Linked DNA regions of Mus musculus: regions 1 and 2 are each linked to region 3. The links are chromatin contacts, called in public Hi-C and HiChIP or PLAC-seq maps. All regions are on one chromosome and are shown on one strand. The core of a region is the stretch at or near the end of the contact, and the rest is flanking DNA. Distances in the headings are between cores, read along the strand shown. Region 1 has its middle 220 kb from the start of Gm30957. Region 2 holds the start of Il15ra (interleukin 15 receptor, alpha chain). Region 3 holds the start of Itih2 (inter-alpha trypsin inhibitor, heavy chain 2).

Region 1 (2,932 bases), core at 146-2,645, 1.4 Mb after region 3:
ATCTGTTTTTTTCATACATGATTGTCCTCACAGTCTTAAGAAATATTGATTTTTACTGTAGTGTAAGAAACAGTTTTTAAATTTTTGAACTTAATACTTCAGAATTTAAACTCTCTGTGCCTAAATAGTGAAAATGGAAAGATATGGTTTAGGTGAAATTACATCATGAAGTAATCCTTTCAGTGTGGCAGCTGGCATATTTCTAGGCAAAAGCATCCAAAGTTTGGAGACTTTTAAGATCACAGAACACGCATGGGTTCTGCCCCATTCATAGATTTATTTCCACAAGTGATGATTGGCATTTGAATTTTTTCACATCAGCAAAAATTACCTGAAAACTTGGGGGAGGAAAAGGAAGCATCAAAATATAAGCATATGCAGTAATAATTTTGGAGAAAAAGGAAAAGAAGTGCATCCTTGGAATGGAAAATAATTTAAATATCAGAATTTCTTTCTAAATAAGCAATGCTCTCATCTCTGCTGTGTGTAATAGTCAAACTATTTGGATATTGAGCTTTACATTTTAAAAGCTTGAGTTAGTGAACTCCATCTAATCAAACAGGTACACTTTTCATTGCTGCCAACCATCTGATAAGGGACTCCATAGCCAAGTAATGCAGACAAAGGGCAGTCTATATGGAGACGGTGACTCCTGTGGCATTTGTCACTGTTCTTAGTAGCAGTCAATCAGAAGTACAGTGTATTGTTTTGGAAACAGAATTAAACTATCTTGATTTCTGATTTTTTAAAGAACATTGTAATAAAATCATGATTCATTACTATCAAAAAGTTAAAATTTAACAGTCACTAGCTAGGGTATTTTTATCTGCTAACTTTGTGTTTCATATTCTCTCTCTGTGTGTGTGTGTGTGTGTGTGTGTGTGTGTGTGTGTGTGTGTGTGTATGTCTGTGTGTGTGTGTGTGTGTGTCTTTGTGTCTCTGTCTCTCTCTGTCTTTTTCTCTCTCCTTCCCTCCCTTCCTCCCTTTCTCCTTCCCTCCCTCCCTCCCTCCCTCCCTCCCTCCCTCCCTCCCTCCCTCCCTCCCTCCCTGCCTTCTTCCTTCCTTCTCTTTCTTCTCTTTGCTCCTCCCTCTCTATTCTCCATCTTCCCCCTTATTTGTTTCTTATTTCTCCATCTTCCCTCTTACTACTCAGAAGAGAAAAAAAAAATCATGAGCAAAGAAAAGACCAATTGGGGTGGTTTTGTTTTAAATCTGTACAAAATGTGCACTTATGCCCTCAGCAGGGAATGAATGCAGTGTACCATGCATTTGCTTTGACAAACTGTCAATACAAGCACGAGAATGTTGGGTGGGGGAGGAAGAAGGGACACAGCGTGCAAGTGTGTACTAAAACGCAAGCAGGCTGGCGCCCAGGAGCCGGGCCCTTGGACGGACAACCTGTATGGGCACTCAGAGTGGCAGGGCTGTGACTCATCCTCTAAAGTGCCTCAGTCCAGTGAAACTGGCAAGAAGTGTTTGTCAAGGAAGAGAGGGAGGGGGAAGCGGAGTTGGCAAGGCTGGGTGGCAGTCACGCACATCTTACCTCTCACCTGGCAATGACCTTGGTATGTTTTCATGTTTATCTAAAGAAAGATAAAAGGTATGATTGCTCAGGAATGAAAACAGGGTTAACATTCAGACGGAGGAAAGCAGAAACAGCAGTTTAAGACGATGAGGGAAATGTAAACCAGCCTTGAGAAGCACTGACATTAGCCCCCTCTCTCTCTGCAGAGGTCATGCTTTTATTCTATTGAAACCAATAGGATCGACTGGGCAGACGGTTTTGATCATGGGAACCAAAGCTATCCTAGGTGTATGTCTTACTGTCAGAATTTGTAAGTTGCTCAAGCTAACAACACATTTCTATGTGGGACAAATGGCTTAGAATTCTCTTAGGCAAAGGGTTATGCACTGAGACAGTCAACTAGAGAAAACACGAAGATTTGGTTAGGATAAATGTATATAATTTTGTGTTTTGCTGTAAAAGGGATTAGAGAAGGTTCAAAAAAAAAAAAAAAAGAAACGAGGGGCAATTGTTAAGCACTCTTTTTACAGTCTTAAAGACAGAAGCTGGAGCAGCAGCACGAAGCCTTTGCTTAGAGAAACTGAAGACCTCTGTGTCTGTCAACCAGATACCTTGAGGTCTGAAGTCATGCACACTCCCGATGCTCAGTCACAATGAATCCTGACCTTCATTTCCTTAAGAAAAGTATTATGAAAAAAATATGCCAAGATCAAGTTGCTAAGAAATAGCTTATGGGAAATTCACAAGCATGGAAATAGATTATGGCTAATGCAAACTTGCCCCCATCACAGGATTTCCATTGAGGAAGAACCACACACAGAAAGGAGTAGTTAAATTTATAAAAAGAAAAAAGAAAAAAAAAAAGAAGAAAGAAAAAAGGATCAATGTGCCATTTGACACAAAGTAAATCATTACTTTCTTGTGGATTGCAACTACCTTTCCCACCGTCAGTTCTATTTCCCATCATGCCCTTGACCTTGGAGGTCAGCTGTCATTGGAAGATGAAGCTCTGAATAAACAGAGAACACCCTCTGGTGTCTCTTATCTCTGCATTTTGCCTCAAATCTCCGGGCGGAGTTTTAAATTATTCATCCTCTAGTGCTCTCTCGGAGTTACACATCTCCATCACGAACTCCCCCTTCCACCTCCCCATTTGTGAGTGAAGGCGGTATCCTTGGGAACCTTATCAGAGATCGTAGATTCAGGCTCCAGAAATGAAATAAAAGAGGAAATTGGCTGTATTAGCATAAGAGGAGTCAGCCTGGAGTTGAATACACACATCACCCGGGAGCACACTGGCTTTTCTTATCAGCAGCTTTTGATCACCACTTTCTTTATATATATATATATATAAATATATATATACATTCTTTAATTCCATCCAGCCCACCTCTTTGTTCCAACTCA
Region 2 (3,065 bases), core at 477-2,976, 1.6 Mb before region 3:
AATTTTGGAGGACACAGGGAACTTCTTAGTTATGGGTGTAACCCTGCTTTGGTTTGGTGATAGTTTCAAGAGTGTAACTTTCATCCTGAAACACAAAGAAACATACAACTTAAATATTTGCAGTTTTCCTGGAGTCAGTTATGACCCAATAAGGCTGTTCTTAAAACCAAGATTCAGGTGCCAGTTGATGGCACCAGTGGAGCCCGAACTTTAGGCAAGGAGGTGCTTCCTCTAAGCTGAGCTGGACTGAAACCACATTCACTTTCAGACTATTTGGAATATCTGCAGGCTATTTCTGAAATCTCAGGACCATTCTTTGCTATCCAGTTAAGAGGAATTTACCAACACACTCCAGCTTTACAGATGGAGGGTGGGGACCCAAGAATAAATGAAGCCCCGTAACACCCCTACAGAGCCAACCCCAGGCTCAAGTCTGTGTGGGATAACTATGACCAAGTTCCAAGGAGACTGAGTCAGACGCCCATCACTGGGAAATCTTGCTTTAAAACACACTCAGGGCTAAGGAATTGCTAACTTGCAGGAAAGTCCATGGATGACGTCATTGTCCTCGGTCCCCAAATCCTGTGCACATTTGCAAGCATGTGCTTTCACACACATTTCTGTGCAGGGAGTACGTAGATTTTTTTAACAGACTCTGAAGAATTTCATGTTTATAAAAAGATGCGACATCCTGGGTCCGGACGTTGCTAGACCCAACTGTTCTCGCTCTTTCCTTCTAGACCTATTGGAACAAAACTAGGAGTCTCAATTCATTCTTCCCGAGATTAGATCTAGACGACACATTCTGGAACATGTGACACCCCTTCTTCCATGGGAAAACAGTCTCTCCTCCTCTCCAATCGTCCGGGCCCCAAGTTGCCAGTGCGCTTGAGAACCTGGACCTGTTTTGTAGCGTTCAGATGCGCAACCTGCCTGCTCCACACGTGGTTTTTGTTTGTTTGTTTGTTTGTTTTGTTTTGTTTTTCCTCCCGCGGAGCGCAGTACTTTGCCCAGTGCCTTCCATCTAATTTACTTTGACCTGAAAGTCATGAAGGGTGGTTTTTCCTCAAGCCCCTCCTGGAACCCCACAGGCGCGACACCCCACAGCTGCGCCAGGTGGGCTGGCAGAGGCACACTCACACATTTCTCTAAGTTCTTTAAGTCTTATCGAACTTGTCAGACCTGCTCTCCCTAAGTCGCCGAAACGCCGGTGGGATCGCTCAACTCCCTTGCACGTATGGTCCGGGAGCCAGTCTAGAGCAGGGCAAGGGGCCACTCTCTTATCTGCGCTCTCCCAGGCTCCCTCCACGTGTCCCCCCACCCCCACCCAGCTCCCTCCATCACCCCCAGACCCACTGCGATCCTCTCAGCTGGACTCCTGGCTCAGTTCCCAGAAGATGTGACCCCCACACACACACACACACACGAATCAAGTTCAGCTGGGCGTTGGGGTCCCCCTCTGCTCCCCTGTTCCGGCGCATGATGCTCCCTACCCGGCGTCACCCTCAGCGGGAGCAACAGTAGCAACAGCAGCAGCAGCAACACAGGAATGGCCTGGACTCCATAGCCCCGGAGCTGCGGCGAGGCCATGGCCAATTGTCCCCAGCAGTGACCCAACGGGACGCAAGGCTGGGGTCCCTGGGAGGTGGCGAGCTCAGCTCCAGGACCAGACCGCTGCTAAGGAGTATTCGCTTTCGCTTTTGCTTTAGCCCCCGGATTGCAGAGAGGTGCGAAGTGGTGACAGATCTGTGACTCAGCATCCCCACCCCTGCTTTGGAAGAAGCCCCGGCAGCCTGCAGTGACGCCCCCTCCCCAGTTGGGCTGCTCCTGTCCCCCGAAGCGCGCGCGGGGGCCCTCACCCGTAGAAGCCGGCGATCTCCCTTTTCATTCCTTAATGCTGTCTTCCCTGCAGAGGCAAACTCCTTTGAATCCACTCTGCGCCCACACCTGACTTCAGCCTTGTTCACTTGTCATCTGTCCTGGCTGCTGACCTTCAGATTTCAACTTTCAGAGTTTCCCTCTAAGTAGCCCTGAGCTTGACTGTCCGTGCTCTGTGTCCTTGGGCGACTGCATAGGTGTCGCCCCAGTGCAGCCAACGGGAAGTTCTGGGCGGACGATTCTACACCCGGGTCACTTTCCTGGTGCACTCGGGCTCCAAGCTGCTCCTGGCTTCCACACAGCTGCTCCTGGCTGCCTGCCTGCAGTGGTGCTGGCAGTGGCCAGGCCTTGGACACTTTGCCTTCTTCCGGCTGTACCTTTCCAACTCAAGAAAGTGCCAAGTGTTTGAAATGGAAGAAGGGGTGAAGAGGAGAGGGAGGGGAAAGAATAGAAAAAGGAGGAAAGACAGGGAAGAGGAAGAGGGGGAGAGAAAAAGATATAGAGAAGGAAAAGGAGAAGAGGAGAAAGAGGAGGGAGGAGAGGGGGAGGGGAGAGAAGAAGAGGAAAGGAAGAGGAGGAGGAAGAAAGAAGGAAGGTACATTATTCATCTTTGTACCTCACATATAATTTCTTTAGTCAATACACAACTCTTCAGAGTCTAAGAAAGACATCCCCTTCTAAGTGTGTGGATTAATTAAAAACAAAAAACAAACAAACAAAAAAAACTTTACTGGAATTTTAAGTCCCATACTGTGGAGGACCAGATCTGGGGAAGGGGTGGGGGGACAGACGGACATGAGTGCTCAGTCAGAAACGCCCTTAAATATGTAGATGTGGCGTAAGAAGACAGACACGCCTGCCTTTCAGTCTATAGGTCCCTAAATACAATCTGGCACCATAATGAAGCTACTGAGAGAACGCATGCTGATTCTGTTTGGAAAGAATGGAATGACGTGTGATTGAAGTCACCCATCCCCTAGGCATGGTGGACAACAGTGAGCTCTATACTTGACCCTCTTCCCTAAAGAGTCTTAAGATTGGCACAATAAATATGAAATACACACAATAAAAATTCAGAGAGAGGATCAGAAACCACATATTCCAGTCTCTTATAGTCAATGAAAAACCTGGAGAGATAGCTCAGCGGTTAAGAGTACTGGATGGAGAGAGAGAGAGAGAGAGAGAGA
Region 3 (3,100 bases), core at 234-2,733:
TGCCTTGCTACATTCATCATCTGAGCCACACCCAAAGTGTCCTTTATTAAAAGGGGGTACCATCTGTCCTCTCCCGTTCTATCTCTATTGAGGTCTTTCTGCCTGGAGTGCAGAATCCAGGCTCCTCTGGCCTGATACTTGTGTTCTCATTTGCCTATTCCTTCTTCTTTCCCTCCATCTCCTGACATATTGATATATCCCCTCTTCCTTGGGTCATGCTCATCCTGCTTCCTAAGAGCATTGCTACAATGAGCCTGTAGCAATCACCCCTATCCTTGTAGACCCAGCTAATAAAGCCCCACCTTCTCTCCACGTCTCCAGGTCAGTGGATCCCATCCTTGTACTGCGCATGACCTAGTTTGTCCCTCATCCAGTGCATTTCTGTCCTACTCTGCTACTGTAGTGAGTGATCCCAGGATGATCCCCATGCGTTCTCTTATGGATTTGGTACCCAGTACATAATAAAGCCTCCACTGAGGTGTGCACTATGTGAGTTAAGTCTATTAACTGTCCCCGCTAGGTGCTTAGCTCTCTCCCTTTATTTACCAACGGGCTTGTTGTCCATCTTTTGAAGATATGGATTTTTCATCCTGTTTTCTCTTTAAATCCCTTCCCAGAAGTTAGGACATGGTGTTGTAATAACATAGTAACAATTTTACAATTCATAGTTTGTATTCTCACCGTATGACTCACAAGAATGACGGAACCACTATGCCAACAGAGATGAGGAGCAGCTAGAGGGGGACACTTCAGTTCATGAATATTTTCCCTGAGAAGTGAGCCCTGGTCCCCTGCATCAACCTCCCCTGTTCCTTGCATGTAGCAACTGCCCAGTTATCAAAGTGAGAGGGGAAGAAGGGAACCATGAATTCTCTTTTCAGAGAATCACTCCATTTCTTCTCTTATTTTTTCTAAATGCCTCTTGTTCTCTTTTTAATGTTTTTTGATTAATTTATTTTGTGTGTGTGTGTGTGTTGTATTGATGTGTGTGTGTGTGTGTGTGTGTGTGTGTGTGTGTGACTGTGTGTGTCTGTGCACCAATATGTGGGTGCTGGTAATTGAACCTGGGTCCTCTGCAAGAACAGCCAGTGCTCATAATCACCGAGACATCTCTCCAGCCCTCCTGCTGCTATTTAAACAATTTTTTTTTTTATCTCCAGACACTGTGAGTTTAGCTCTTCTTTCTGGGTTACTTCCTTAATATAGTGCCTTACTTGAACATTTACAGAGGGTGATAATTATCTTCAAGTCTCTCTGATTTTGAGATCAATTAAAATCAACAAAATCAAGGGTAGAGGAATGCACAACCGATCCTGGCCTTGCTGTTTGACCCTGACTCATGCTCACAGCCCAGGAACTGCTCCTGGCCTTGCTGTTTGAATAACCCCAGCTTTCCCTTCCACCCCCACAGCTCAGGTTTGAGTTCCAGAACAAATATTTGTCCTGAATTTGAGCAAAGTTAGTGCTCTTTCTTCTTTTTTCTTCTTTTTAAAACGATCTGCTCTCATCAACAGACAAGTTCCTGCTAACCTGGTTCCGTAGGTGGGGAGTTCTCCCCAGACCATCTGCTCGGGGGAGCTTGGCACAGATGTCCAGCAAAATGCAGCGGCCTGTGTGCCTTCTCATCTGGCTGTTTCTTCTGGAAGCACAAGCCTTCGAAATCCCCATAAACGGAAACTCAGAAGTAAGTACTGTTGCAGGACTCCTTGCTATTGGCCTGGACAAACAGGCTGCAAATGGCTGAATGCCATTCCTAGTCAATGAACTTGCTCTGAAATAGGACAGAAACTTGAGAGAATGTTCTTCCTCCTGCTGCCACGTCCTGATTATGATTATGAAATGCAGCTGCTTACTAAGACATTATCAGATTTTTGTATGAAAGTTAAATCAAATCCGGTGGTCAGATATTTATGTAGCATTTATAGAGCATAGTTGCCCACTCCTTATATAAAATCATATGTAATAACAGACCTATTCCAAACTTCAGTGCCAATTAAGAGGGGTATGTAAACTACCAGGTACCATACATACAGGTACCATACATGGACTAGTACTGCGCAGTGATTGCTAGTCCTGTTAGTTAGAAATAATATTGTTACTCTTTTACTTAGCCATTCTCAAAGCATCATTGTCTTTTATATGTAAGCGAACAATTATTTTTGTAATAAGAACAAATTAAGTATTCTGAAAAAGAAGGCGGCAACAGAGCTGGCAAAATTCAGGAATGACAGCCATGGGTTTCAGCTCTCCACTTGAGACCGTCAGACACCCCAGTATAGCAGAAACTTTTAACTGAGACATTCTGAATATCATATTAGAGCTACTTCTGGGCTGGCAGAGAAACATGTGTTACAGGATTATTTTAGAGAATACCACAGAATGGACTGCACAGAAAAATACTGAAGAAAAAAAAAAACCCAGTATGTTTTCAGGAGAGAAAATCACTCTGCTTAGAAACTATCATATTTTCCAACACTTTGGAAACCACAAGAAAGTGTCAGAAATCTCACATTGAGGGTAAAACACCCAAACATGTTAGTCTTTTTCTGGTAATTTCTAAGCAGCCCTTTTTTCATACATTTGTTGATTAAGTCCCCCTAAATCCATCCAGGTACTCTCCTGGGAACCTTTTATCATCTGATTACATAGCTGCCCTATCACGTTCAGGCAAGCTCAAACCTGAATTCTCACACCCAACAAATTTGAGACTTCACTAGCAAATATACATATTAAAGAAATTGTTGTATCAAAAATAAGATAATCTAACAACAGAGGAATGAATATAAAGAAATAGTATAATGAATGCCTCTTTACAGTAGATGACTTTTAAAAGAAATGAGCATCCACAATTATCTTTTTTAGTTTGCAGAATACAGTGATCTTGTGGAACTGGCCCCAGATAAACTCCCATTTGTGCAAGAGAATGGAAGACATCAGGTAGAGTAAACTCAATTCCAAATGGTGAAAGTAAGTGTAAGAGACCATGAATGGAGACAAGATAAAAGATGACTCTATTTTCTTAAAAATTTGTGCCTTTTTTTCCTAATGGAGAGTAGTCCAATACTGTTACAGTCATGTAGAATATTATCAAGGTGTTGTA

Evidence for each region. Hi-C and Micro-C count contacts between places; a contact is called where the count stands out from the background. HiChIP or PLAC-seq counts read pairs in DNA pulled down with a chosen protein or histone mark.
Region 1: a contact with region 3 is called in a FOXA1 HiChIP or PLAC-seq map of pancreatic cancer cells. The contact joins the enhancer-like site here to the promoter of Itih2 in region 3. A contact is called at or near these places in 5 of 39 promoter capture datasets (the C10 cell line, the HPC-7 cell line, embryonic stem cells and 2 more) and 1 of 115 datasets of contacts at active chromatin or transcription factors (pancreatic cancer cells).
Region 2: a contact with region 3 is called in a Hi-C map of liver, with 4 times the contacts expected there. The contact joins the promoter of Il15ra here to the promoter of Itih2 in region 3. A contact is called at or near these places in 1 of 39 promoter capture datasets (liver) and 2 of 484 Hi-C or Micro-C datasets (both in liver).

Annotation. Positions count from the first base shown.
Region 1 is chr2:8,727,979-8,730,910 of GRCm38.p6, reverse strand. No RefSeq gene overlaps it. Among named protein-coding and RNA genes, the nearest start is that of Gm30957, 220 kb to the left of the region's middle. Within about 2 kb of position 1,395, at least 20 of the 459 cell types and tissues checked have an H3K27ac peak or open chromatin away from gene starts, as enhancers often do. A contact at or near this core is called in pancreatic cancer cells, where this site is marked.
Region 2 is chr2:11,704,373-11,707,437 of GRCm38.p6, reverse strand. It overlaps Il15ra (interleukin 15 receptor, alpha chain), which reads right to left and starts at 1,726. Exons shown (of 7, transcript NM_008358.2): 1 at 1,494-1,726. The coding sequence starts at 1,590.
Region 3 is chr2:10,129,066-10,132,165 of GRCm38.p6, reverse strand. It overlaps Itih2 (inter-alpha trypsin inhibitor, heavy chain 2), which reads left to right and starts at 1,483. Exons shown (of 21, transcript NM_010582.3): 1 at 1,483-1,684; 2 at 2,863-2,937. The coding sequence starts at 1,589.